7 separate regions of the Mus musculus genome follow, and all the other regions are linked to region 2. Evidence: chromatin contacts called from public HiChIP or PLAC-seq and promoter capture Hi-C data. All regions are on one chromosome and are shown on one strand. Each heading gives the region's core, a stretch centred on a gene start, on an enhancer-like site or on the middle of the called end of the contact. The rest is flanking DNA. Distances are from core to core; before and after follow the strand shown.

The links. Promoter capture Hi-C pulls out the DNA fragments that hold promoters and counts their contacts. HiChIP or PLAC-seq counts read pairs in DNA pulled down with a chosen protein or histone mark. Capture Hi-C pulls out chosen DNA fragments and counts their contacts.
Region 1: a promoter capture Hi-C map of adipose tissue shows a contact between it and region 2, with 7 times the contacts expected there. The contact joins the promoter of Zfp729a here to the promoter of Zfp712 in region 2. A contact is called at or near these places in 3 of 39 promoter capture datasets (the C10 cell line, hippocampal neurons and pre-B cells), 1 of 484 Hi-C or Micro-C datasets (B cells), 2 of 115 datasets of contacts at active chromatin or transcription factors (astrocytes and cardiomyocytes) and 4 of 9 other capture datasets (adipose tissue, liver, macrophages and 1 more).
Region 3: a promoter capture Hi-C map of the HPC-7 cell line shows a contact between it and region 2. The contact joins the promoter of Zfp85 here to the promoter of Zfp712 in region 2. A contact is called at or near these places in 13 of 39 promoter capture datasets (the 3T3-L1 cell line, 3T3-L1-derived adipocytes, the C10 cell line and 9 more), 5 of 484 Hi-C or Micro-C datasets (the G1E-ER4 cell line, brain, cerebral cortex and 1 more), 8 of 115 datasets of contacts at active chromatin or transcription factors (astrocytes, bone marrow-derived macrophages, embryonic stem cells and 2 more) and 2 of 9 other capture datasets (adipose tissue and liver).
Region 4: an H3K4me3 HiChIP or PLAC-seq map of bone marrow-derived macrophages shows a contact between it and region 2, with 8 times the contacts expected there. The contact joins the promoter of Zfp738 here to the promoter of Zfp712 in region 2. A contact is called at or near these places in 4 of 39 promoter capture datasets (the C10 cell line, cranial neural crest, neutrophils and 1 more), 1 of 484 Hi-C or Micro-C datasets (uterus), 2 of 115 datasets of contacts at active chromatin or transcription factors (astrocytes and bone marrow-derived macrophages) and 1 of 9 other capture datasets (adipose tissue).
Region 5: a contact with region 2 is called in a promoter capture Hi-C map of adipose tissue, with 4 times the contacts expected there. The contact joins the promoter of Zfp65 here to the promoter of Zfp712 in region 2. A contact is called at or near these places in 13 of 39 promoter capture datasets (the C10 cell line, the HPC-7 cell line, HPC-7-derived erythroid cells and 9 more), 9 of 484 Hi-C or Micro-C datasets (CD4 T cells, the G1E-ER4 cell line, cardiomyocytes and 5 more), 6 of 115 datasets of contacts at active chromatin or transcription factors (bone marrow-derived macrophages, cardiomyocytes, embryonic stem cells and 2 more) and 3 of 9 other capture datasets (adipose tissue, liver and macrophages).
Region 6: a contact with region 2 is called in a promoter capture Hi-C map of embryonic stem cells, with 3 times the contacts expected there. The contact joins the enhancer-like site here to the promoter of Zfp712 in region 2. A contact is called at or near these places in 13 of 39 promoter capture datasets (the C10 cell line, cranial neural crest, embryonic stem cells and 8 more), 2 of 484 Hi-C or Micro-C datasets (neural stem cells and neurons), 6 of 115 datasets of contacts at active chromatin or transcription factors (astrocytes, bone marrow-derived macrophages, embryonic stem cells and 2 more) and 3 of 9 other capture datasets (adipose tissue, liver and pancreatic islet).
Region 7: a contact with region 2 is called in a promoter capture Hi-C map of embryonic stem cells, with 4 times the contacts expected there. The contact joins the promoter of BC048507 here to the promoter of Zfp712 in region 2. A contact is called at or near these places in 19 of 39 promoter capture datasets (the 3T3-L1 cell line, the C10 cell line, the HPC-7 cell line and 11 more) and 1 of 115 datasets of contacts at active chromatin or transcription factors (bone marrow-derived macrophages).

What each region holds. Positions count from the first base shown.
Region 1 is chr13:67,635,780-67,640,046 of GRCm38.p6, forward strand. Zfp729a (zinc finger protein 729a) reads right to left here and starts at 2,002. Exons shown (of 4, transcript NM_183146.4): 1 at 1,868-2,002. The coding sequence starts at 1,903.
Region 2 is chr13:67,059,785-67,063,801 of GRCm38.p6, forward strand. Zfp712 (zinc finger protein 712) reads right to left here and starts at 1,386. Exons shown (of 4, transcript NM_001166218.1): 1 at 1,279-1,386. The coding sequence starts at 1,284.
Region 3 is chr13:67,753,166-67,757,184 of GRCm38.p6, forward strand. It overlaps Zfp85 (zinc finger protein 85), which reads right to left and starts at 2,037. Exons shown (of 4, transcript NM_001001130.3): 1 at 1,898-2,037. The coding sequence starts at 1,903. It overlaps Zfp85os (zinc finger protein 85, opposite strand), which reads left to right. Exons shown (of 3, transcript NR_027969.1): 2 at 1-29; 3 at 1,414-3,673.
Region 4 is chr13:67,681,658-67,685,477 of GRCm38.p6, forward strand. Zfp738 (zinc finger protein 738) reads right to left here and starts at 1,855. Exons shown (of 4, transcript NM_001001187.3): 1 at 1,746-1,855. The coding sequence starts at 1,781.
Region 5 is chr13:67,727,577-67,731,611 of GRCm38.p6, forward strand. Zfp65 (zinc finger protein 65) reads right to left here and starts at 1,597. Exons shown (of 4, transcript NM_145622.2): 1 at 1,485-1,597. The coding sequence starts at 1,490. Zfp85os (zinc finger protein 85, opposite strand) reads left to right here and starts at 1,686. Exons shown (of 3, transcript NR_027969.1): 1 at 1,686-2,126.
Region 6 is chr13:67,841,987-67,845,946 of GRCm38.p6, forward strand. Gm10037 (predicted gene 10037) reads left to right here. Exons shown (of 4, transcript NM_001309374.1): 4 at 1,010-1,306. The coding sequence ends at 1,084. Among named protein-coding and RNA genes, the nearest start is that of Gm10037, 13 kb to the left of the region's middle. Within about 2 kb of position 2,120, at least 66 of the 459 cell types and tissues checked have an H3K27ac peak or open chromatin away from gene starts, as enhancers often do. A contact at or near this core is called in adipose tissue, bone marrow-derived macrophages, embryonic stem cells and 3 more, where this site is marked.
Region 7 is chr13:67,861,591-67,865,503 of GRCm38.p6, forward strand. BC048507 (cDNA sequence BC048507) reads left to right here and starts at 1,736. Exons shown (of 1, transcript NM_001001185.3): 1 at 1,736-2,333. The coding sequence starts at 1,916. The coding sequence ends at 2,185.

The sequences.
Region 1 (4,267 bases), core at 752-3,251, 580 kb after region 2:
AAACACTTGGTTTGACTGAAGAGTGATAATATAAGCAAGATCCCCTGAGATAGGGGAGGGGCTGTGGAGGAGAAATCCTGAAAACAAAAAACAAAAACAAAAAACCAAACAGACAAAAAAACCTGTGTGTATTCTGTGAATGCAAAACTCTTGTAAGGAGTCTGTGGGTGCAGAGTCTGATGGCCCACGTGGAAGTTCACTGAGAGGCAGAGCCTGGAATTCTGCAGGTTTAGGGTTAGCTGTCTTACCTTGGGCTGGTTTTACCTTCAGGGTCAGTCCTTGCCTCACTCTGTAGTCGGCCACACAGCTTGTGACAATAGATAAAAACCTCCCAGAATCCACTGACTAGGCAGAACATGAGCTTCTATCAATCCAAAAGCTAAAATCTCATCAGATGGTATCTTAGACATTGAAAATATCTCCAATGTCTCATAGTGCATGCCTCTATCAGACTCACACCAATGTATTTCAAATTTTCCTTGGTCAATGACATTATTTGTTCTGTACAACCATGAAACTGGTTCCATGTTGGAGTATGGAATTTGGTTTAAACTAAATCTATGTTCTTAGATCATGGCTACTCAAATAGCTGTGGACTAAACAATTCTCTTAGCCCTTTAAGAGGAGAACTGTGCATTTTTACATGAACATAAACCTACTATGTGTAAATCATAAGACCCCAAGAGTGCCACGGCTTTTGAAATTTATATTACAACTTTTCAAAATATTTATTTATTTATTTATATGAGCATTCTTTTGCTGACATACCAGAAGAGAACATCAGATCCAATAATAGACGGTTGGGAGCCAACAAGTGGTTGCTGGAATTAAACTCAGGACCTTTGGAAGAATAGGCATGCTCTTAACCAATAAGCCATCTCTCCTTCCCTATCTTACAGCTTTTCAAATACAGTTGAAAAAATTGGAGAATTCTTTCTAAAACTATTAAGGGTGTGTCACTAAACCTGAATGTCACATTGAGGGACAAAAGAAAATTTAAAAGAGTTCAGACACTGCTGATAACGTGAACTCTAGGAAGAAAAGCACGTGAAGAGACAACAATGTACAGAGTCTGGCAGATTAGAAAGCAATGCACAGAGCCTGGCAGATGAGCAGAGGCATTTCCCCCTTCCCTTTCAGACTTTCCAGTGCCACCCTGTGATCTCTCATCACCCCAAGTCGTCTCTCACATCTGAAAAGGAGTCAAAATTTTGGACACAACACATACTCAGAACTGTTGAGGTATTATTGTCTAGTGATTTTTAATCTTTAGTGTAAAATCCTATTTATTTGGATTGTGCAAACACTGGTTCATACCAACTACAAGATTATTTTGTGGTTTTATAGCCATGTATTGTCGCATTCAGGTCACAAAGGTGTCTATCAGAAAATGTGATTTGAATCAGGGCATCCGTGAGTCTAACAATTCATTCCAAAGGAACAGGAACTAACATCCCACACAACAGTTTGCCCTCCCTCACAGGATTCTTGCTCCTTGGACACTAGGAACTTTAGGAAGCTGTTTGAGCTCAAACCAGGAGTAGTCTCCAGGACATAACATACAGAGGGCGCTACAAGTCCAAGTGCTCTGTATGCCCTGAGAATCTGACTACAGTCACGTGAGAACGGGTCAGCTAGGTAATGATGAGTGCGCTCCCGTCAGCATCTCGGGAACAGGCAGTCAGCAGACCCAGCCTGCCCTTGCCATCCTGTTGTTTTCAACCTTCTCCCCTTCAAACCCGTGCCCAGGCGCAGCGGCCCAGCTTAGGTCAGCACAGCATCTCCAGGTCAGCAGCTTCCTGCCTCTCAACAAGCCCGAGCCAGCTCCCTCCGTGCCCTACCTGCCACCCTGCACAGCCCCTCAGACCTGAAAGAAGGCGCTGGTCCCTGCACCGAACTCCATCTCAGAAATCCAGATGCAGCGCTGAGCAGGACAACTGCATACATTTGAGGAGTGAAGTTTGAAGGAAGAATAAGGAAGTTCGAGTCCGATGGCCCTTTCTAATGACGAAACAGGAACCAGGACTACACTTCCCACAAGTCAGTTGGAAGGACTTACAGGGACCCCACCTAAGATGTCTTGTGCATTGCCTGCCTTGCGGTCCAGCTGTGGGCAGCTGAAGTTGGAAAGAACTAAGCTGCAGCACATGGGCAGCCACAGGGAAAGTGGGCTTTTAAAAAAGTCTTTGGTTACAGCAAGCGATGTTAGCCTGTGAGCTGAGTTTCACAGTAATGTTTATCACATTTCCTTGTTATCTCTGCTAAAACATTGTGAGATTAAAGCTTCGATCTTTCTTTCTTTTTTTTTTTTCCCCTTGGTTTTTTAAAGCACAGATTTACTTATGGAATATTACTACCGAATGGAAAATTCATGCTTTCATTGTTTATTTAAAATATGAAAGCAGGAAGTTAATGTAGGAGTGGGCATTATCTCTTTAATATGCTATCAAAACCATCCCAGGTGCTGAAGACAGAATTAGAAATCAAACTGAGTCACCACGAAGTGTTTTCTGAGCACTTGCTTTCCTCCTCTGAATCTCTCCCAAGAGGAGGGGCAGAGCTCCTTGGATCACAATGGTGTGTGTACTGGCTCTTCAATTTCCCTCTGTGTTTGGTTTGATGTTCCTTATTGATTTTCCTGTCTCCACTGATCCTGTCATCATTCACATTTGATAATACTTGAACATTACTGGTAGCTGCCTTGCACTTCCCTCACTTCTCCTAAACAGAACACCGAGATAGTTCCTCCTGGAATTCAAAGGTATCAGAAATATGTTCATATCACTGTAAAATGAGGTCGATGTATTAAAGAAGTTAGACTGGAAACTTGGAGTATGGAGAATTCCCATCTTTTCGTGGGAAGGTTTATTCCTGTGTAGTTCATGCTTGAGTTAAAGCTACAAATGGCATTACAGAAAAGTCTTCATACTTCCCTGAGGCACAATAATTCAAAGCCAAGCTGTTTCAGAGCAGAGACTGTGCAAAATCCCATTCCAATTTTTCTTCTCTAGGGAGTGTGTTTGCCTAGGGATCAGAACAGATTCCTTAACTTAGAAAAACTAGAGTCAACAAGCAGTACATTCACCTGGACATTTGATTGGCATGTCTGTTTAGAATGAGGTCATGAGTGGTCTGTCATCCCCCTGATGGCTGTAGTGAAGGGCATTGCCAACAACCAGAAGGACTTAACATTTCTGAGCATAGTTAGTTTTCCAATATGTGTATGTGTTGAGGTTTGGTATGTTGCTATGTATTGTAATACTAAATTTTATATCTGAAGGTCTAAGCTTACCATGGACCTCTCACATTTAAAAGGTTCTGTTGTGCAAACCTTGTTCCTTGATTGAAAACTATTAGTTAAATCAAATTTGGTACAGCCTATTACTGGAAGGACTAGAAGTAGGTGGCTTTTGAGTTAGGTGGTATGGGGTGGAGAAGAGAGAGAAGGAAAAGAGGCCAGGAAAAGGAGGAAGAATGGGTGAAGAGGATGAGCTGCCATGGGGGGGGGGTGTACATGGCTGGGAGAAACATTAAGTATCTGAAGTACACCACTGGGAAGGTAGCCAAGAAAGCAGTTAGAGGAAGAGTAAATTAGGGGTTGAACCCCAGTACTTGTCAAAGCCAGATGAAATAACCTCGAGTCTGAACCTCTTTTACTTGTAAGCTAGTTAGGGATAAGCCCTTATGAAAGAAAACATTTAATTGGAACTGGCTTACATTTTCAGAGAGTCAGTTCAATATCATCATGGTAGAAAGCATGGTAAGGTTTAGGCAGAAATGAGAGGTCTACATTTTTATCTGCAGGCAGCAGAAGGGGGTCTGTCTTCTGCATACAGCAAGGAAGAGGCTCTGGGTCACACTGGCCAGACTCAACCACATATATGAGTTATCCAAACAACACCTCCTGACATGCTTCCTGTAGAAAGACTATACCTCAAATCAGGCCATACCTCCTAACAGTACAACTTCCCATGGACCAAGCATATTCAAACTATCAGTGTCTCCTTGTTATACAATAATCAAACCACTAAAGATTAGAATCAGTTCCTCAGGAAATAGACAAGATTATGTTTTCAATAAAAAGATATAGACTGTGATAACTCTAGCTTGTGTCAATTTGACACAAAATCAACCAGTCCGATGGCCATGTAATTCATTACCAGATTTGTGAAACCTTTCAGAAGCAAGGCTAATAAACCCTTTCCTCCCCAACTTGCTTCTTGGTCATGATGTTTGTGCAGGGATAGAAACCATGACTAAGATAATT
Region 2 (4,017 bases), core at 136-2,635:
TATAATATGTCTTTCTTCTTAATATAAATTCTCTGGTTATGAGGCAACTTAAGAAATCCAACAGTTAATAAACAAACAACACTCAAACTCACTATAAATGGAACATGGCATGGTGTCTTGATCAATATTTAGCAAAGCATCCTTCACTGATATTTATAAATTAAAATAAATATATGAGCATCTCCAAATTTCTTTTCTACATCTCATATGTTGTTTATATACCCAGTGAAATTCTGCCATTTCCTAAGCAAATTAGTAATTAGATCCTGTCTTAACCAATAAGTTATGGCTTAATAGTCATCTGAAAGAATAGAGAAGGTTTAAGGGGCAAGTCACAAAGGAAAGAACAAAGTGACAGATGGCCATCTTCCTAGGGCACAGAGGAGTAAAGAGGAGGAGAAGTCAGGAGGAACGGAAGTTAACGTCACTATCAGCTACACAGAACACTTCAGGGCAGCCTGGACTACACAAGAAACTGACTCAAAATCCCAATACAAACACAAAAGGATGGCAATAGGAAGGGGGAAAAGGTAGCTATGGTTACCAGCATAACACACAAATAACGTCAGTCAAAACTTCAACAGGGAAAGGGGAGGGGTTCACAAGGCCCCACCCTTAGCTAAGGATCGGTTGGAATTCATGACCACTGAAAAAGAGATTCGTTTTGTTTGTTTGTTTGTTTGTTTATTTTGCTTGGAGGTGTGGCCAGTGAGCGTCCACGTTCTAGGGGATGTCCTGTGCGCCCTCCCTTCCCCGCCCCATACACACAGGTATGCACACTAGAGCAATACTAAGTGGACTCAGTGGGTTATAAAACAAAAACAAAACCACCAGGACAGGAAATTGGGAGTGGAGCATTTTGGGAGATACCTGGTACTGTTGAAGTAGGGGACAGTAGGGGTGGATTTGATCGGACTGCATTGTATATACATCTATTAAATTCCGGATAACAGAAGCCATCGAGACAGTGTCAGCTAAGGGCATGCTTCCACACCTCAGGCACAAGCTGACAGCAGATGCACCCTGCCAGGCACCCTTCTCCATTCCTAGGCTACCGAGCCAGCTCTCCTGCCCCAGAAGTGCAGGACAGAACAGGGCAACGGCACCTTAAAAGAGAGGCCACTCCCAGCTCCATCCCTCCTCCAGCGTTAACCAGCACCGGAATGGACAAGCCTAGGTCACCACAGTACCTCCCATTCAACTTCTTCCCGCCTCCCTCCAAGGCGGACCCGCCCACCCCGCAACGTCCCTCTGGCTGCGCTACATCCTGGGACCAACCTCCATGCCAGAGATGCTACCAGAGCGCGCACAGGACCCGACACTGGCCCAACTTTGGAGAAGACCGCCAGAGAGGGAGACACACACAGGCGCAGAAGAAACACGGAAGCGCCCTTCCCAGAGTCCCTGTTTGTGACGTCGCCGCGGACGAGACTACATTTCCCACAATTCTCTGCGAGCGAGTTTCACAAAGCCGTGGTAGGTGATTTGAAACGTTCCCAAGTTACTGTCAGGCTGTTTGCCAAAGAGAATGGGTAGAAACAAGCCACTTCTGAAGGTGGATAGCCACGGGGAGTCAGGGTACCGCGTTTAAATTTTCAAAATGAGTATGGGTTGAACCTTTGACAGCATTGTTTATTATGTGTACTGGATACTTTGGGTCCATATATTGTGATTTTAAAACTCAACCTGCTTCCTACAAAATGTTTCGTTTTTGTTTTTGTTTTGCTTTGCTTTGGTTTGGTTTGTTTTTCCAGACAGGGTTTCTCTGTATAGCTCTGGCTGTCCTGGAACTCACTCTACAAACCAGGCTGGCCTCTAACTCAGAAATCCTCCTGCCTCTGCCTCCCAAGTGCTGGGATTAAAGGTGTGCGCCACCACTGCCCAGCTGTGTTTGTTTGTTTGTTTTTGTTTTGTTTTTAAAAAAGATTTATTATTATATGTAAGTACACTGTAGCTGTCCTCAAACACACCAGAAGAGGGAGTCAGGTCTCATTATGGATGGTTGTAAGCCACCATGTGGTTGCTGGTATTTGAACTCAGGACCCTCGGAAGAGCAGCTAGTGCTCTTAACCTCTGAGCTATCTCACCCACCCCAAAATGTTTCACATCACAAGGCAAACATGGATTAAAAAAATGAGCTAATATTTTGAGAAGACAATTCTTAAAATGAGAAATGAAAACAGACAATGAACATGTGAAAAAGTGTTGGTCCAAATAACTGGAACTTCAAACTAAAGATGATTGTATAGAAGCAAGTGTGGTTTTACATGTTGAAAATCCCAGATGTTGGTTACTGGAGATAGGAATAGGAGTCCGAGGTCACCTATAGACATATAGAAAGTTTGAAACATGTTTGGTATACATGACTCCCCACTCAAAAACAAAACAGATTCAGAAAATGAGATCACAGAATGTATATGCTTTGAGTAAACTTGCATACTAAAGTGTTACATGTACCTTTTGCTACCCCACCTAAGCTCTGGGAACAGGCAGTGCTATCAGCCCCTCACCTAGAGAATACTGGATCTTTGGATAAAAAACACAGACACACAAAGCAGTTAATCTTAAAATGTCTTTGCTAACTCAATGACAGGGCATTGCTAAATCTCAAACTCAAACTGTTCTAGAATTCAATTGTGGGGCAATGGGCTATGCACAGAGACAGCCTGGTCTCCAGTCGAACTTAGTTAGGTCTTGAACCCCGGTGGGACCCGGTGGGTGGTAATTTTCACCTACATGGGACAGAAGGCATTCGATCATGTCTCCTGGACCCCTAGCTCCTGTCGAAGTTACCGCCCCCAACAGTCCCCAAAGGAGAGGCTTGTGGCTATCAGTGACATAGACAATGTCCCAAGCTGCTGGCATTCTGGCTAGACTCCGCCCCACAGTTACCTAGCAACAGAAAGATAGCCAGCCCACTATAAGAGGGGCTGCTTGGCTCCACCTCACTCTCTTAAGCTTTCACCTTTCTTACTCCCTAGCTCTCTTTCTCTCTTTCCCTTCCTGCTCTCTCCACATAGCCATGGCCAGACTCTCTCTCTCTTTCTACCTTCTCTCCTTTCTCCCTGCCTTTCTACAATAAAGCTCTAAATCCATAGACTATCTCTGACCATAAAGGCCTGCCCTGCTTGAATGATGAGATAGGCTTTCTCCTAATGAGCCACATCCAACCTCCCACCAGAAGGCCTTCCAAGCCATGGACCTGACCAAGGATTCTCGCCTGCGTGGGAACCATCCAGTCCCCTTTCCCCCCGCCCTTTCTTCGCTTCATCCCCTGGGCCTAGTGCTGCCCTGGGGCCCCTATTCTGTTCTCAGCTCCTCCATCGTATCCAGCGTACGATGCCAGAGACTGAGAACCTGGTACCTAGAGCTGCCCCTTTCCACCACCCGCCATGTGGGGTCAGTGGCTTTACACAACCAGATGCCCACCTGGGGCCGCATGGAAATCATCCAGCAGTCCTCCCGCATCTGACCACCCAGAGCACCAAAAAACTGGTAGGACACGGGTTTTCTTCTACTCCCCTCTTTCCCACACACCCACAGCCCCACATTCAATGATGACATTTTTTTTGTAAAAAATAAATAAATAAAACTAAAACTAAGTTGATAGCAGTGTCAAACAAAACAACATAACAAAAATGACTGAAATAATGCAGGTCAAAATTCAGCAATACCTACAGAAAAAGGAGCCATACTAATATCTAGTATGTATGGAAAGCACTTAATATCAGTCAAGGAGATTGATCGCTATAATAATTTACAATCCATAACACAGCAGCCTGAAGGATCCTAAATGTTCTTACCATGAAAATCACAAATGTTTGAGGAACTAGATTTGCTCATTGTATTGATTATATAACTGACAACTATATTGAATGCACATCCTCCAGCATATGCATATACAGTGACTTTGGGTCAACTAGGAACAAGCACTTAAAATGAAGAATAATATGAATATCTAAATAAAACTACTGTTGTATGGGGGAAATTCAAAGTTCGAATCAGCAATTTAAATTT
Region 3 (4,019 bases), core at 787-3,286, 690 kb after region 2:
CAGTTCTTTCTAGCTCCAAATTTTCAGATGTGAGTAATATAGCATGAAGTAACCATGGAAATCAGGGAAGTATAAAGGGAGCATGTGGGGAGGGGCATGAGAAATGCGTAGCAGGACACAGGTGATCTGAAGTGGGAAAGGGAAAACCTACGGGGAAGGGGGGTCAACTGGGAAAATGGTGGGAGGTCAACACAGATGGAGAAAGGGTAGAATAAACCTGGAGGGGGTTTCAATTGGCAAGAAGAAAGGAGGTCCATACAGATGGAGAGGAAGGGCGAGATAAGGAAAACGAATACCAAACCTCATGAAATCATATTATTTTATACTTACTGAAACTTATACACTATATATTATATGCAAACTTAGACAAAAACCACAAGAGCTCTCAACCCCAGAGCTAACTCTCTAGGCCTCGTGATGTTTAACTTTTTAAGTCATTTATTTTTATTTTTGTGCATATGTTGTTGCCATCTTGTATGATGGTGCACCACATGGTTACCCTGGAGACCAGAAGATGTTATTGGTTCCCTGGAACTGCAGTTATAGACAATTATGAACCACTGTGTGCCTGGTGGGGGCTGAACAATGTTCCTTTGCTAGAGAAACAAGTGCCTCTATTTAAAAAATAAATTATTTTTGATAATCTTAGGTAGCACACGTAACCTTAAATTTGACATTTTCTTTTAAATAGGTCTGTTTGATAAATATATTAAATATAAATGTGTATATGTATATATTAAATGCATGCATGTGTGACCTGTGATATAAGCATTTTGCTGTATCACCTCTACCTTCTAAGAAACGGGATCTAAGGTACAAGAAAATGTACTTTTCACACCATAAAATGTAAAATGACATGTTCTTAGTTTCCTGAACATTAATGGCATTGACTAGAAAGTGTCCATATTATTGTAATTATAGTTAGATAATACATAGAAAATACTGGTATTATGATAATGTAGTTTAAAGCCCATGCTTCTTAGGTATAGATTTGAATGCTGTAAGTCAGTCTCCAGCACACAAATCAATTTGACTGAAGTGTGGCAAAAACAGCACAAAGGACAGAGTGAGCAAAGGCTGTATACAAAGCACGGGGTGAGCAGCTGGCTGTATACAAATGCCATGGGGAGCAGACTGTTGTATACAATCACAAGACCTTTAGTGAGCCACATTTCTTCAACCCCATCTCTCAATCTTTCCACACAATACAAATACCTGGGCAACTTATCTCTCCTTTCACAAAAGGAGTCCAAATTTCTGACATCGCAGTCTCTGGTGCAATTGTATGTGGTAATATTCTCTAGTATTTTCCACTCTGCAGTGTTGTAGGATCAGTGATAGCTGGGAAGGTACAAAGCTCAGAGTGCCCCCTCGATGAGAATTTTTTTTTTTTTTTTTTTTTGCCTCATACAGGTGTGTGAATGTGAGGGTTCTGTCACAGTGGGTAAAGGAGTGATTCCTATCCAAAGTGAGCCGCCCTGAAAACAATTTATCACAAAGAAAACGGGACGAACATCCCATACACCAAACTCCCCCGCCAGAACTCACTGTCCTGGAAACTATGAGCCACACGAACTCAAAACAAGAGTCCTGGGCCTGTCATAGAATATGGGAGGGCTCAGAAAAACCCACTTGCTCTAGATTTCCTGAGGGATCTGACAACAGCAATGTGAAAGCTAGTAACAGCAAGCTTCCCCAGCCAAGGTGCTGTGTGAGCTTTCATCACAGCCTGTCTCTGGCATGGTCAGCCAAGCCACCCCTAAGCCTAGATCTGCACTGCACATCCAAATGGGCTTCTCTCCGCCTCCTGCCCAGCCCTCCCCCGCTCCCTGCACGCCGGACCCGCCTACCCGCAGAGTTCCTGGATTTGCAAGTCTAGGCTGCACCCGGGACCAACCTTCATGTTAAGCGCGAAGAACAAGCCACACTGTCCCAACTTTGAGAACACCGCAGAGTTTGGAGAATCACAAACGTAAAAAGAACCCGGAAGCACAGAGAGCAGAGTCCTGTCTAGCGGGGTCATACAGAAAGAGAGAGAGAGACTACATTTCCCAGAAGTCTACGCGAAGGACTACCCGGAACCAAAGAAGGCAAAGAATTTAAAGCGCATGGATTGTATGTAACTGGAATTAGGCTGCTTTTAAAAATCCCAAATTTACAAAGGGCATTTTGAGAATATGAGTCCAGCCTTTAACGGTAATATGTATTAGATTTACTTCTTACTCTGATCAATGCTGTGACTTAAAAAGCTCAGGGGTTCCTAGAATCTTATGGGGGGCAGAAAAAAAATCACATTGAGTCAATTTTACTTTAAAATAACGGAGCAAGAAGCTACTTTAGGGCACACCACAAACTCTTTAGGATAGTTTTTGAAACCAAGTTTCCTGGAAATATTCTGAAATCTCAGCTACTCTGGGGTTTGAGACAGAAGAATCACAAGTCTATGTCCCAAATTACACAGTACCAAAAGAGATGGGGGCTACTCACTGGTGAAGCACTTGCCTGGAGTGAAGGAGGCCTTGGTTTAATACCCATTATGACACTAAATCAAAGAGGAAAAAAAAATAACCGAACAGATTTGATGTGTACACTGAAATCCACGGTTTGGGGCGTGGACTAGGGAACACAGATGTCTCTTACCTATAAGTCCCAGAAACCCTTTGAGATTTTCATCTGTCCTTAGTCCCCTTGTCCACACGTTCCTCCGATATCCGTGTAAACAATTTAACATTTGAGAGAGCTTCACCAGATTCTCTTTCACAATCTCATACAACTATTCACCACCAAATGTTCTTCCTGGCTCCTCTCCCAGTTAGAGGAAAACTGGTCTTGGAATCAGTATGGTGTGTGAACTGACTCCTGACCCACTATCCAACACTCATCATAAGATTTCTCTCTGTATTACTTCGGATCTGCCCTATTCAACTTCCAGTCTCTTTCTGGACTCCTTACATTACTCCCATTCATGTGGAAGTACTTAAAGGTTCTTTTGTTTTGTTTTGTTTTTTGCTTGAAGTTCACTCTATTCCCTCATCTCATAACACAGGAATGAATCTTCCTTTAATACAAAGGTATCAGAAATATGTTCCTGATCATACAGAATGAACTCATTGCAAGAAAGGGGCTGGACTGACACCACGGAGTGATGGGACTCCCTATCTCGTGTGTATGTATTCCTGTACTGGTAACATCTGAGACCCAACGATAAACCCCACGAGAGGAAAGAGTTTGTTTTCGTGCCATGGTCACTGATTCACAATGAGATTACTTCTTGGATGAGAGAGTGGGAAGATCAGATTGTTCTTTTTTTGTTTCATCACCAGAAAGAAATTGTGCTGGGTTTTATATCAATTTGACACAAGCTAAAGTCATCAGAGGAGGAAGCCTCAGTGAGAAAAAGCCTCTATATGGTTGGGCTGTGGGCAAGCCTGTAGGGCATTTCATCTTCACAATAAGTAATAGATGTAGGAGGGCCTAGGATGTTGTGGGTGGTGCCAACCTTGGGCTGGGGTCCTGGGTTCTCTAAGAATCAGGCTGAGTAAGCAACACCTCTCCATGGCCTTGCATCTGCTCCTGCTTCCAGATTCCTGCCCTGTTTGAGGTTCTGTCTTGGCTTTCTCCAATGGACAGTAGTCCAGGATATGTAAACCAAATAAACCCTCTTGTCCCCGTGATTGCTATTCTTGACACTTGACTACTTTCTGGAATTAACTGGATTCCGGAAATGGAGGATACCCTGTGAGGGATTTTTCTGCTTGGTTTGAAGTCAGTGGTTTCGCTTCTAGTCCAGTCTTTTGAGATAGGGAGGCACATGACTTTGATCCCAACCTTGAGCTGGGAAGATACACCTTTCATCTGGACCACACCGTCTTCTCAAATCCTATAAAACAATGAGTTTTAACCTGTGGGTTATGTCCCCCTTCAGGGTCGAACAATCCTTTCACAAGAGGGGAGATGACTGGGGTGGGACTCGGTTAAAGCAGGACAGAATCCATCCCGCTCCTATGTGAAGATGAGGT
Region 4 (3,820 bases), core at 605-3,104, 620 kb after region 2:
GAAGCATCCTCTCATTGTCTGTGGGGTGCTATTTATCTTCTTTCTAAATATCACCCACGTTCTCAAGCATCTGCTCTCAGCAAAACATCACATGCCCTCTGACGAGACAGCTTCCAGCAAAACATTACGTGACACAACTGAATTTAAAGAAACTAGAAACTTGCACTTCATCTTCCTGAGTGACTTAGCCCAGAACCAAAAGGATATGCATAATATATACTCACTTATAAGTGGATATTAGCTACGAAGATATCCATGATACAATCAACAGACCCAGACACACTAAATAAAAAGGAGGGCCCAATGGAGGATGCTTGATTCTCACTCTTCCTGAGTGTACAATCATGAAACTGATTCCATGTTAGAGTATGGAATTTGGTTTAAACTAAATCTATGTCCTCAGATCATGGCTACTCAAATTGCTCTGTACTAAACTATTCTCTTAACCTTTCAAGAGGAGAACTGTGCATTTTTGAATGATCATAAACATACTATGTGTAAACCATAAGACCGAAAGTATTTTTCTTTCTTTCTTTCTTTCTTTCTTTCTTTCTTTCTTTCTTTCTTTCTTTCTTTCTTTTCTTTCTTTGAGCATTCTTTTGCTGACACACCAGAAGAGAACATCAGATCCAATTATAGATAGTCGGGAGCCACCAAGTGGTTGCTGGGAATTAAACTCAGGACCTTTGGAAGAACAGCCAGATATCTTAACCACTGAGCCATCTCTCCAGTTCTATCTTACAGCTTTTCAAATACAGTTGAAAAACTTGGGAGAATTTTTTCTAAAACTATTAAGAAGGGTGTGTCAGTAAACATGAATGTCACATTAAGGGATAAAGGAAAATTTAAGAGAGTTCAGACAATGCTGATAACATGAACACAAAGAAGAAAAGCAAGTGAAGAGACAACAATGTACAGACTCTGGCAGATTAGAGAGCAATGTACAGATCCTTGCAGATTAGAGTGCAATGTACAGAGCCTGGAAGATGAGCAGAGCCATTTCCCCCTTCCCTTTCAGACTTTCTAGCCCCCCCTGCCATTTCTCATCACACCAAGTCAAGTCTCTCACATCTGAAAAGGAGTCAAAATTTTGGACACAACACATACTCAGAATTGTTGAGGTATTATTGTCTAGTGATTTTTAATCTTTAGTGTAAAATCCTATTTATTTGGATTGTGCAAACACTGGTTCATACCAACTACAAGATTATTTTGTGGTTTTATATCCATGTATTGTCGCATTCAGGTCACAAAGGTGTCTATTAGAAAATCTTATTTGAATCAGGGCATCCGTGAGTCTAACAATTCGTTCCAAAGGAACAGGAACTAACATCCCACACAACAGTTTGCCCTCCCTCACAGGATTCTTGCTCCTTGGACACTAGGAACTTTAGGAAGCTGTTTGAGCACAAACCAGGAGTGGTGTCCAAGACATAACGTATAGAGGGTGCTACATGTCAAGTGCTCTGTATGTCCTGAGAATCTGACTACAGTCACGTGAGAACGGGCCAGCTAGGTAATGATGAGTGCGCTCTTGTCAGCATCTCAGGAACAGGCAGGCAGCTGACCCAGCCTGCCCTTGCCATCCTGTTGTTTTCAGTCTTTTCCCCTTCAAACCCGTGCCCAGGCGCAGCGGCCCAGCCTAGGTCAGCACAGCATCTCCAGGTCAGCAGCTTCTTGCCTCTCAATAAGCCCGAGCCAGCTCCCTCCGTGCCCTACCTGCCACCCTGCACAGCCCCTCAGACCTGAAAGATGGCGCTGCTCCCTGCACCAACCTCCATGTCAGAAATCCAGATGTAGTGCTGAGGACAACTGCATACATTTGAGGAGTGAAGTTTGAAGAAAGACTAAGGAAGCTCGATTCCGAGGGCCCTTTCTGATGACCTCACAAGGGACGGGACTACACTTCCCACAAGTCAGTTGGAAGGACTTACAGGGACCCACAGAAGAGGTCTTGTGCATTGCCTGCCTTGCAGCCCAGCTCTGGGCAGCTGAAGTTAGAAAAAAACAGGCTGCAGCATGTGGGCAGCCACAGGGAAATTGGGCTTTAAAAAAAGTCTTTGGTCACAGCACGCGATGTTAGCCTGTGAGCTGAGTTTCACAGTAATGTTTATCGCATTTCCTTGTTATCTCTTCTAAAACATTGTGAGTTTAAAGCTCGGATCTTTTTTGTTGTTATTGTTGTTTTTGGTTTTTTAAAAAGCACATCTCTACTTATTAGCATCTTACTACGGAGTGGAAAATTAATGCTTTCATGGTTTACTTAAAATATGAAAAAGGAAGATAATGTAAGAGTGGGCATTATCTCTTTAAGATGTTATCGAAACCATCCCAGGTACTTAAGACAGAATTAGAAATCAAAGTGAGTCACCACCAAGTATTTTCTGAGCACTTGCTTTCCTCCTCTGAATCTCTCCCAAGAGGAGGGGCACAGCTCCTAGGATCACAATGGTGTGTGTACTGGCTCTTCAATTTCCCTCTGTGTTTGGTTTGATGTTCTTTATTGATTTTCCTGTCTCCACTGATCCTGTCATCATTCACATTTGATAATACTTGAACATTACTGGTAGCTGCCTTGTACTTCCCTCACTTCTCCTAAGCAGAACACTGAGATCGTTCCTCCTGGAATATAAAGGTATCAGAAATATGTTCATATCACTGTAAAACGAGGTCGATGTATTAAAGAAGTTAGACTGGAAACTTGGAGTATTGAGAATTCCCATCTTTTCGTGGGAAGGTTTATTCCTGTGTAGTTCATGCTTGAGTTAAAGCTACAAATGGCATTACAGAAAAGATTTCATACTTCCCTGAGGCACAATAATTCAAAAGCAAGCTGTTTCAGAGCAGAGACTGTGCGAAATCCCTAAGTAATAAAAGGATTGTCTCTGAATCCTTTGGGTGAGAGCAAGGATTTAAGGTAAACTTCCTTTAAGAAGCATTAGTTAATAAAATACTTTCCACTTAGGAAACAATATACACTGAAAGATTAAAACTCTTGGCTTCAAGTATAGAAGCAGAAACAATAAAAATTTTTCTTACATAAGGTAAAGTTACATTAGCCATACCTAGAGGCAAAATTTTCTAGTGATTACAGTTCACCTGAAGCAAAACTCTTTGAATTTAAGCATTATTTTAAACATCTGAATAGATCTGCAACACTGTTAAAAAGAAATTTTCTTGGACACAGGGAAAAACTTTCTCAGGCACTGTTTGCAAAACACAAGAAGGCCACAAGCCGCTCTGGGGCTGCCCAGAGCCCTGCATTGACTCAAAGGTAAAATACTTTTTTTAATCTGAGCATCTTGGCCCTCCTGTAATAAGGACCAATTCTAGAGGAACAATGTAACCGTCTACGCCTCTAAAGTTTGATACTCTTTCTTAAGATGACTTACAGTTAAAATGTTCTTCACAACTTTAGTGTTGTGAAAAAATTGCCCGTACTGCAGTTTCCTGCCAGGCAGCAACTATAGCCAAAGTGATTGTCTAATCTATTCACAAAGACAAACATAACTAGATAACTCTGTCACAGTTTTGTATGAAGTGAGCTGTATTAGTGCTTTCAAAAGATGATTACTCTTGTAATAATCTTAATTAACAATATATGGGTGAGTAGAAAATCTTAAATTTGCAATGAAACTGCAGGCTGAAGTCAGTGGAACTCTGGCAGTTTTAACCATAATTTTTAAGTTTCTTGTGCAAGGTTAGGATAATACCTACAACCTTGGGAAAGCAAAACCCAAGTTTAAAACAATTTATCATCTTTAAAATCAATATTAGAAGCATTACTATCCCATTACGAAGTTTGGATGCCAATTAATAC
Region 5 (4,035 bases), core at 347-2,846, 670 kb after region 2:
TCTGTGTGTGCAGAGACTGGTGGCCCATGTGGAAGTTCACGGAGGGGCAGAGCCTGGAATTCTGCAGGTTCAGGGTTGGCTGCCTTACCTTGGGCTGGTTTTCTCTTCAAGGGCAGTCATTACCTTACTCTGTAGTGGACCACACAGCTTGTGACAATAGTTTAAAAGAAACTCCCAGAATCCACTGACTAGGCAGAACATGAGCTTCTATCAGTCCAAAAGCTAAAATCTCATCAAATGGTATCTTTGGTGAATAGAACATCTCCCATGTCTCACAGTACATACCTCTATCAGACTCACATCAATGTATTTTAAAATTTACTTGGCTAATGACATTATTTGTTCTGTAAAACCATGAAACTGCTTCCAAGTTGGAGTATGGAATTTTCACTAAACTAAATCTGTCTTCTCAGATCATGGCCAATTAAATGGCTCTGGGCTAAACTATTCTCTTAACCCTTCAAGAGGAGAACTGTGCATTTTGCATGAACAGGAACCTACTATGTGTAAACCTTAAGACCCCCAAGTGTGCTACAGCTTTTGAAATTTATCTTACAGTCTCTCAAAGACAGTACAAAAACTTGGGGAATCCTTTCTAGAACTATCCAGGAAGCATCAGTAAACCAGAAAGCCACATTGAGGGACAGAGTACTTTTAGAAGAGATTAGTCACTGCTGATAATGTGAACAGACAGAAGTAAATCATGTGGTAAGAGAACAATGTTCAGAGCCTGGCCTATTAGCAGAGATATTTTCTCCCTTCCCTTTCAGGCATTCCAGCCCCTCCCTGCGATCTTTCTCTCATCACACAAGTGTACTATCCTATCAGAAATGCAGTCCAAATTTTGAAAAAATAAATATACTCAGATAGTATTATTGGGGCACTGCTGTCTAGTGATTTTAAGCTTAAGTGTAAAATCCATAATTATTTGGATTGTGCCAACATAAGTTCAAAACAATTCCAAGATTATTCTGTAGCTACATAGCCTTGTATTGTGACGACTCAGGTCACAGAGGTGTACATTAGGAATTCCTACTCAACCCGAGGCATCCATAAATCTAACAATTCATTCCAAAAGAAAAGAAACTAACATCCCACACAACAGTCGCCCTCACAAGACTCTCTGTCCCTGGAACTTCCGGAAGTTCTGTAAGTGCTGGGACTCAGACTACAATCACATGAGTAAGGGTCAGCTAGGCAGAGCAAAGTAGAATGCTCCCTTCAGCATCTCCGCACAGGCAGTCAGCAGACCCAGCCTGCCCTTGCCATCCCCTTGTCTCTAACATTCTTCCCGGCCAATCCTGCTCCTAGGGGCAGTGGCCCATCCTAGGTCAACACAGTACCTCCAGGTCGGCGGCCCCCTCGCCCCCCGCCCCCCCCCCCCCCCCGTCTCCCAACCAGCCTGAGCCAGCTCCCTCCGCGCCTGACCCGCCATCCTGCACAGTCCCTCAGATCTGTACGACCGCACTGCTCCCTGCACCAACCTCCATGTCAGGGATCCAAACCCAAGACACTCGATTAACTTTGGGGAGAAGCAAGGTTTAAGAACGAATCCGGAAGTTTGGTACCAACGGCCCCTTCTGGAGTCGTCATAATTGTTGGGACTACATCTCCCACAAATCAGTGTAAAGGACTTCCAGGAACACACCAAAGGAGTTCGGTGCACTGCCTGGGTACCTGCCTAAGTGTGAGCAAGTGAAATTGGAAAGAAACAGGCACATGGGCAGCCACAGGGCATTCGGGCTCTTTTGAAGTGCTGTGGTCTCAGCAAGGGATGTTAGCCTGTGAGTCGAGCCTTTCTCAGTAATGTTAATTATACATGCTAGTTATTTCTGCTAAAACGTGATTTTAAAGCTCAAATCTACTTATGAAATCATACTAACACATGGGAAATCATGCTTTCATGGTCTGCTTTACTTAAAAATAAGGAAGCAGGAAGGTAATGTAGGACTGAGCATTTCTTTAATGAAACCACGCTTGGTGATCCCGCCTGACATGCAGCATCTCAGGTGCTTAAGACAGAAGAACAGGAAATCAAAACTAGTCACCACCGGGTGTTCTCTGAGCACAGGCTTTCCTCCTCCCCATCTCCCAGCAGGAGGCGCAGAGCTCCTGGGATCACACTGGTGAGTCTACTGACTTTTGGTACACTGTGCACTATAGGATTTCCCTTGTTCCCTTTGATGTTCCTTATAGAATTTCCTCTCTCTCCTGATCATGCCATCATTCATGTTTCAGACTATTTAATATTTGGTATCTGTCTTGAACTTCCCTCACTTCTTTAGGAAAGTTTATTCCTGTGCAGTTCATGCTTGAGACAAAGGTATGAACCCCATCCATCACAAGGAAGATTTCATGTTTCTGTGATGCATTCTGATTCACAGGGAAACTGATTCAGAACAGAGACTATGTGAAGTTCCTATCAATTCTTGTATTCCAGGCAGTGTGTTAACCCAGGGATACAGCTCCACTTAGAGAAACTAGAGTCAAGCAGTACATTCACCTGAACACTTGATTGGCATGTCTGTTTAGAATGAGGTCATGACTAGTCTGTACTCCTCCTGAATGCTGCAGTGAAGGGCACTGTCATCAACCATAAGGCCTTAGCATTTCTGGACATGTCTAGGATTCCAGTGTACATGTGCATGTGCGTGTGTGTGCATGTATGTTTGTGTCTGTTACATGTAAACCTACCTGAGAGGGCACTGACTCCTCTGGGAGGTGCTGATCTGTGAGGATGCAGCATTCACCCTCAACTGTTCTGCAGTTTCCATTTCCTCCTAGTGGGATTGGTTAATTCAAGAGGAAGAGGAGGAACTAATATGGTATAGGAACAAAACGAACATGCAGAACCTAACTGAACATACAGGAAGCCCCATTTAGCATGATATTAGGGGCCCAGGCATACTTAGGGAGAGTTTACCACAGTCTGATTCTCAGGCCTTATATGTTTCCTTAGACCATGTTGGCAGTTTCAACTTTATCAGACATACTATCATTTTATAAAAACTTGATTATTTTAGTTTCACCCATACAAACATTCTGGATTAGCTGTGAGATTTGACCAAATTCCTCTAAAATCTATGTTCACTTACAGTAAGCGAAGGAGATTGTTATGTAGTTGAGAGTAGGTAATATTCTTACAGAGCATGAGTTTGTTTTCTAATAATACTGTCCTTGCCCAGGTGACTATGGCATGAGAGAAGGTTCCTGCACAAACGTGGACAAAAGAACGTATGCTAAAAGAAGGAACATTCATAATGTCCATTTGCCAGAGATCCTTAGGTCTGAGTCCTCTGAGATTAACTCCCGTAGGCAAAGAATGATGGGTTTCTGGACAAATGGCTCTTGCCTGACAGCCTGTCTTGTTAAACTACTTGATAGCATAATGCTTCTGCTTGCTCTAAGCTGTACAAATATAAGGTTGTATAGCAAGATCAGCTAGCCAATTGCCTTCTGTCAAGGGCCCAGATAAATGCGTGTCCATAAATGACTTATAAAAAACACAGGGAGGTTCTGTTTTGAAATAAAAGTTGTAACTTAAATAAAAGTGAAGATATGGTAGCTTTGTTTAGAACCAGAGTAGCGGTTTCAATAGCTGGGAAAAGATTAACTACATATTGTGAATCAAAGTAGAGATTAAAAGGACAGCTTTGCAACTTAGTAAAGGCAAAAATCACAGCGATTAGTGCAGGAGTTTCAGGGGGTTCCACTAATGATGAAAGAAAGAAAACTAAATTCAAGAGTTTAAAGCCCTAGCCAGAAAGTTTATTCAAGGTCCATGTCTCATGTGGCTTGCTAGTTAGGAGGGCTTTTTTGGGCTTAGAGCAAAGAACAAAGGCTGTAAAGTCATCCCAGGAACCAACTATCCATTGAGATAAGAAAGGCACGAAAGGACAATCTCTGGACAAGCTAAAGATAGTAATGGACCACCTGCTGATATGGTTTGGGTTTTAGCCAGATGTCCTGCCGACCAAGATAAACACCTTCCCTTTAGAGTTACTATCACATACTGGTCTCTGATGTTTAAATTGC
Region 6 (3,960 bases), core at 870-3,369, 780 kb after region 2:
AGCTGCTGAAGTTGCTCAGGGGCAGATGTGGGAGCTGCTGAAGTTGCTCAGGGGCAGATGTGGGAGCTGCTGAAGTTGCTCAGGGGCAGATGTGGGAGGATGCTGAAGTTGCTCAGGGGCAGTAGTGGGAGCATGCTGAAGTTGCTCAGGGGCAGATGTGGGAGCATGCTGAAGTTGCTCAGGGGCAGTAGTGGGAGCATGCTGAAGTTGCTCAGGGGCAGATGTGGGAGCTGCTGAAGTTGCTCAGGGGCAGATGTGGGAGCTGCTGAAGTTGCTCAGGGGCAGATGTGGGAGCTGCTGAAGTTGCTCAGGGGCAGATGTGGGAGCTGCTGAAGTTGCTCAGGGGCAGATGTGGGAGCTGCTGAAGTTGCTCAGGGGCAGATGTGGGAGCTGCTGAAGTTGCTCAGGGGCAGATGTGGGAGCTGCTGAAGTTGCTCAGGGGCAGATGTGGGAGCTGCTGAAGTTGCTCAGGGGCAGATGTGGGAGCTGCTGAAGTTGCTCAGGGGCAGATGTGGGAGCTGCTGAAGTTGCTCAGGGGCAGATGTGGGAGCTGCTGAAGTTGCTCAGGGGCAGATGTGGGAGCTGCTGAAGTTGCTCAGGGGCAGATGTGGGAGCTGCTGAAGTTGCTCAGGGGCAGATGTGGGAGCTGCTGAAGTTGCTCAGGGGCAGATGTGGGAGCTGCTGAAGTTGCTCAGGTGCAGAGAACTCCTGGAACAGACAGAGCAGATGGGAGGATGAATTTCGGTCCTTGGATTTTTAACTTGCAGGAGCAAGGCTTTTGACATCAAAAGGTTAGCTTTAAGAGGATTTAGCCCATGAATCACACCAATTTAGATTTTATCGATGGAATGTCTTTGACTATTTGTATAATTTTTAATATCTTGATTGGATTTCCTTAGCACTGATGACACACCACCACCCTAATTTGATGTGGAAAAGGTAATAGAATAAGAGGTATTTTTTTTTCTGACTTGGAGCAAAGTAATCTTGAAATTATCTTAACTAATAGGTTCTTCAGACTCCTTGCAGGGAATTGTGGGGAAGGAATCCGCAGTGTCACTACAGCCAGAACTGGAATGCCTGATGGTATACAGAGAAGCAAAACTGGCCTGGACACAGTCTCATAACTGTGTGGTTAGAGCTGTTGTATCAACTCTACTGTGCCCAAGAAAGAAGTCCAGGTGCTAAAGACCTTGCCAACTGTGGGCTTTGCTTTATCTCCAGCTAGCTGAGTGAACAAGAGGTGAGATTACAGTGGGCTGCCAGTAGGAAGGAGTGAGCATTAAACTCTGTGGTATTGCTTCGGAGTCTGACTCACAGTCTCTGACCATTTCATAAATTCCTCTGCACAAGAAAGCAGAGGTAACTTTTCTGATGTGTGCCAGGTCACCTTCTCTCTCCCTGTTTTGGGATCTGCTGCCTGTACAGAGCACTACAGTCTATGGAAATTAAAGTAAGGTAAGACCTCAGGTGACACCTGGCATTAGGAATGAGAAGGTGTTGCACTGCTGGCCTAAAATAAGTTTGCATCCTTTTGTATTGTTCTATTTCCTTTAACCACAGGCACAAGAAAGGATTACATTTTGAGCTGGGAGAATCACTGTGGGATTTGGTAATAAAGGGACCTGCTTCTTTGCATTTCATGGAGGTGTTTTGAGAAGAATTTTTGCTGTGACTTTACCACCTGTGATCTAGGAGCCCTGTCGGGAGCCAGTTACCTGCTTCTCTAGCAGAGTAAAACCTTGCCTGCTAGGCCGGGTCAAAACAGAACAGAGTTTGTGGCCTGGCAGAATGTTCTGCAGAGTGGAAGATTTCCTGGCCTACTGATGCATGGAACGATAAGAGGAGATGCACTTGAGGCTCAAGGTGAGGGACTGGACTTCCGATTAACCTTTGTAGAAGGAGCAGGAAGGCTCCCAGAGGATATCTGGATGGGAACAGATATCCTATGGATATGTCAGCCATTGTGTCTGCGAGCTTGTGGTTTTGCTTCCCACGGCACTGTGGGGTATAAAACAGGCTAAACTCATTAAACACGCTGCTGCTGTACTCACTGGACAGTCTTCCCTATCTGTCTCTTGTCTCTTCTTTCCGTCTTTCCTGCAATCATCCTCACTCCTCCCTCAGGGACTGTTTGACAGGAGCAGGCAGTGGCTCCAGCAGAGCCCCACCTAGGAGGAGGGCAGTGATTCCCTACTAGTGTGGTGGCAATCAGTACACAAGTGTGGGACTGAATTTGCTCCCTCGGGAGGTAGATCACTTCCGTAAATTGCCACCGATTTTCCCCCTTGTTCAGATTCTCTTGGTCCTTTTACCAGTAGTTCTGCATTTTCAGTTCCTTGGCTTTAAAAATGAGTCAGTACGTGACAATGTCTCCACCTGCTGGTAATGATGGTTACAACACCATAGCCACACTCCCCCCCCCCCCCCCCCAAACCCTGTTAAGTCAGTAATATTTTCTAAGAAGCGTCAGAGCTTCAGTAATGTCAAGTAGCGTTGAATTCAAGTTTCCCTGCGGGACCCACTACAGATGCGACACTTTGCTTCAGCGAATACTATGCGGGTCTGCTCTGGGCGACTGGGAAGCTCCAGGTTGCTGTCGTTCTACCCTACCCGCCCCCCCCCCCCCGCCCGCCCGCCCCCCTCCCCCCACCACCGCCACCTTGAGCAGGGTGGCTTAGACCTTGTTTGCCTCACTCCCTAGTTCACCTAGGGTGGAGTCTTCTGACCTTTGTCAAGTCTTTTGTCTGCAAGAAGCTACCTGCTGAGCAGCTGAGCTTGTTTTCCTGACAGATCCTGACAAAGCGACTCAACGAGATCCTGGCATAGTGGGGGATGGGTTCTCTCCCCTTTAAAAATCAGACCCTAGAATTAAAGTTGAGCCTTGATCAGAGAATTTTGTCTTGACCTGTTATTTCTCTCGCCGCCTTTCCCATCCAATCCAGCTTTCCTTTCAGGAGCTTAGTAACCTGTGGCCGCTGGCGGCTAGAGTTGCACAGTACTCGGAACTCAGAGGTGCCCCTCTCAGAAAGATACCATGGGGTCCCCAGACTTCTAGAGACGGTGGTGTGGGCCCCTAGCCCCCACGGTTTAGTGAAAGTGACCTTTTTACATTATGCATGTTTTCTTTGAAATGAGCATTGCCTCTCATCACTCCCCAGAGGGCAAATTCTTCACCCAATGCCTCCGGGTAACCTAAAGGGGATGATTCGATGGCTAAAGAAACATTGTTTCTAAAAATAATTATCTCCTTTTGTTTTTTCAACTTAATTTTATTTTTTTAATTCAGCTATGTGCCTTGCCATGGTTTTTGAAGTTTGACTCATCCCACTTACTGTGACCAGTCGTACTAGGATACTCTAAAGATGCTTTACTGCTTGTCCTTTTGCTTTATTGGGGATGAACTCAAGTCTTCAAGAATGTTAGGCAAGCCCGTTTCCACTAGGCCACACTTGCATCCCTGTCAGAAGAGTCAGAAGATTCTGATAGATGTATTTCGATTATCTTGGAAACTTCAGTTCTACCTGGTTGCTCCCTTATCTTCACTCTGCCATTTTACAGCTTTGAGTTCTTTCCCAGGGCCATAAGAATACTGTGTCCCCTGGGGGCTGAAGAGATGGCTCAGTGGTTAAGAGCATTGTCTGCTCTTCCGAAGGTCCTGAGTTCAATTCCCAGCAACCACATGATGGCTCACAACCATCTGTAATGAGATCTGGCGCCCTCTTCTGGTGTGTCTGAAGGCAGCTACAGGGTACTTACATATAATAAATAAATAAATAAATAAATAAATCTTTAAAAAAGAGAGAAAGAAAGAATACTGTGTCCCTGACTTCTCCTCAGCCATACTCAGTACTGTCAAACATAAGAAAGGACACAAAGTCCCATTTTCTGTGCAGTATCTTTGGAGATATGTATATGGCTCTGTGGACCACTCGAGTATCTCCTGTTCGGCTCGAAAGG
Region 7 (3,913 bases), core at 486-2,985, 800 kb after region 2:
GGATTTCATGGAGTCATTTCCTCAAATGAGGGCCCTTTCTCTCTGATGACTCTAACTTGTATCATGTTGACACACAAAAGCAGCCAGTACTGAGGTGGTGGGCCAGGAACATGAGATTTACAGGCTGGCCCTACTTCCTGTCTGTGCTCTGCTTACTGTGTGTGATGTGTACTCTGACCTGGCACTTCCTGCCACCATATCATCCCTGCCTGCTGCCTTGTCTTCCCACCATGGTGGAATAATCCTGTTGAGCTGCAAGCCAGAATAAACCCTTCCTCCTCTCGTTGCTTTTTATTAAGCATTGGGTGATAGCATTGAGAGATGTAATTAATAAGACATGTACATATTTTTCCTGGAATTCTGTGCCATAGTGAACATATTAAACATTAATAAGTGCTTAAATTGCTATTAACTCTTTGTTTTTAAATGTAAAAGTTAGAAAGGAAAAGGGGCCCAGAATGGGGAAGAGATTTGTTATTTCTGTCTGTCCTCTTCCTCTTCCTCCTCCTCTCCCTCCTCCTCCTCTTCCTCTTCTTCCTCCTCTTCCTCCTCCTCTCCTCCTCCTCCTCTTTGTTTTTGGTTTGTTTGTTTTGTTCTGTTTTGTTTCTGTTGACATAGGTTTTCTCTGTAGCCCCAGCTGTCCTAAAACTGGCTCTGTAGACCCGGCTGGCCTTGAACTCACAGAGATCCATCCACCTGCCTCTGCCTCCCAAGTACTGTGATTAGTTGAATGGGCTGCCAAAGCCAGGAAGATTGCTCTTTTCTGCTAATCAGTGGCCCCATTTACTGCTGAGAAATGATAAGAACTAAGAGCTTATAGTAGTTATAAAGTTGGGGGTATCAGGCATGAGTCACTTGCAAAGGCTCGGAAATTTTTCTTGCATATCTGTGGGTAAATCTTGCTCTCTTAACCTTGTCTGGGAACTTGCAATTAACCAGAAGCTTCAAATAAGTAAAATGGGGGGAAAAATGGTAACGTAGGTACATCCAATTCAAATTGAAATATGATCTGAATCTTTATATAATTTCATGTATTAGCCAGGGCTGTGGGCAGTGTGCGGATTTTTCTGTTGCGGGTGGTTTGAGAATGTTTTCAGCTGATGCACAGTGCCATCTTCAGGTCTGTGAACACAGCTGCGAACATGTCAGCAAGGTATGACAGCAAATGTTATGGGTTAATTGAATCTTTCAGGAATATGAACACAGAGCTCCGGCGTGTGCCCGTATTTGGAAACAGGAGCATCACAGGTATAACTAATTAAGATGAAGCCATTAGAGGTTCATCAGGTCCCGCGTGTTTAAATCAGTCTTTCTGAAGTTTCTTAGGGAAATACGCTCATTTTTCCCCCTCGTGAAATAGACACAGTGCGCCGGGCGTGGTGGCGCACGCCTTTAATCCCAGGACTCGGGAGTCTGAGTTAGAGGCTAGCCTGGTCTACAAAGTGAGTTCCAGGACAGCCAAGGATATACAGAGAAACCCCGTCTCGAAAAACCAAAAAAAAAAAAAAAAAAAAGTTTTGATTTTATTGGAGAGTAGGCCGGTTCATTTAAAATATTTCCCTCAAGCAACAGCAGTGTCTGCTGCTTCCACTGCATTTCCTCACACATGTGAATTTCTGATTCATGAAAAGCCAGGTCTCCAGGGTTCGGCTCCCCACCTCAGAGGGTCAGCGGGTAATTGTGCAGTCACAATGAGGCGGTTTCTTGCTTTTTGTGACAAAATAAACCACCTACCAAATGGCTCCTGAAGGGGTAAAGAAAAGGTAGCAAACGCATACAGTTAAATATTTAGCTAAGAGATGCGCCACGGCTTCGGCTTCAGCAGGGACCGGCTGTCTGCTGCTGCTGCTTGAGCACCGCCAGCATCTTCCCTAGGGGCACGCAGCGGCCGATTGGCCCCTGCTCCGCGGTAACCATGTGCGATCGGAAGGCAGTGATAAAAACTGTAGACATGTCGGAAGAGATGCAGCAGGACTCGGTGAGGTGTGCTATCCAGGCGCTGGAGAAGTACAGCACAGAGAAGGATATTGCGGCCCATATCAAGAAGGAGTTTGACAAGAAGTACAACCCCACCTGGCACTGCATTGTGGGCCGGAACTTCGGTAGTTACGTGACGTACGAAACCAAACACTTCGTCTACTTCTACCTGGGTCAGGTGGCCATTCTTCTCTTCAAATCTGGGTAAAAGCGTGGACTGACTGCATCCTAAATGTCAAATACCAGAGTCCGGATCTTCAGCCTTGTTAAGGGAACGCCTCGTCTGAACCTGTTGTGTTCTGTAGAGGGCCTCATTCTCTGTACAAGTTTGTGGTTATAAAATTAGTGAAACAGCTTACATTTGTATTTATTTTCTAGCCCATACTTCTGTACCCTAGTTTTTTCTCCCTTAGGTCATTCCTTTAAAAATAAATCTGGTGGAGATGCCATAAAAAAAAGAAAAAAAAAAAAAAAAGAAAAATCTTAACACGGTTGCGCATGGGAGGTGGGTGTGGCGGGGGGCGGCGGGGGGGGGGGGAGATTAAGTTCAAGAAAACAGACCAGCCCTGTTTTCCTTCCTTTTATTTATGAGTTTTGACCTTGAATAACAACTGTTGGCCTTGGAGCTATGTTTTCTCTATAAGAAATATGCATTTGTCTTTCAAATCTTTTAGGATGGTTATAAAGAGATTGAATGTAAATCCAGTGTTGTTTGTTGAAGTCTATCATAACACATGCTAATGAGATCACTCATGCCCACCGAGATAGCGTCACTGCCTGTTCAGGCCACAAGATACTTCTTATGACAAGACACTTGAGGTATCTCCATTTCAAAATATTATTAACAGGGCTGGAGAGATGGCTCGGAGCTTAAGAGCACTGGCTGCTCTTCCAGAGGTCCAGAGTTCAATTCCCAGTATCCATATGGTGGCTCAGAGTGGCTCATAAGCATCTATAGTGAGAATTGGTGCCCTCTTCTGGCCTGCTAGCATACATGCAGGAAGAATGCTGACTACACGATAAATAAATAAATAAATAATCTTTAAAAATATTATTGGCAATTTAAAATATCTTCTAGTGTGTCTTTCTTTACCCCTCCCTCCCTCCCTCCCTCCCTCCCTCCCTCCCTCCCTCCCTCCCTCCCTCCCTCACTCCCTCCCTCCCTCCCTCCCTCCCTTTTTAAAGCTGAAAGGGAGAGATTTAATATGGCCACACTGGGAAGAGGAGCAAAGAAAACTGTCTTCCCTAAGTCCATAATTGGGGATCCTAAGGTGAGGATTTCATCAATGGATGAAAGCCCCTGTAACCCTGGGAGCCACTGTCACCTACTGTATTGTCTGAGTGGCATTGTTTCTGTACTGAGAGCTAGAATGGCATCTTTCATATTTATTTCCTGTTTATACCTTGTGCCCGTTATACCTTTACCACAACCAAAGTTTTGTTCTTGTGGATTCATCCATTCTCTGTGGTTTTAATGAGCTCCGTGTTAATGAGGTCTCACAGTCAAAACAACCATGCAAAGCTTTGAACAGAGAGGAGTAATGGAAAATAATTAGGATCTATTTTAGGTCCCTGGTCTGTCAGTGTCAGCAGGAAGAGAGGGAACAGACTCTGTGTAATGAGCAGAGGACATAGCTCAGCAGGGAGCCGTCTTAATGAATTTACCCAAGCTAATCTGGAAAGGCTGGACAAAGAACAAACTTAGACTCCTGTGTGTTTAACCACTGAGCCTGTTTTATTCGAAGCTTGGTTTTCAGGCTTTAGAAACCGTAGTCTGTATGAAGAAAGTATATACACTCAACGTTGGGGCTTTTCAAAAAAAATTATGAGATCATTTGTTTCATAAACTTAGTTTTCCACTTAATCAAAATCTAAATGTTGATGCTACAAATGGAACATTTCAATAAAACAGGGAAGGAATGCTGTAAATGGGTAT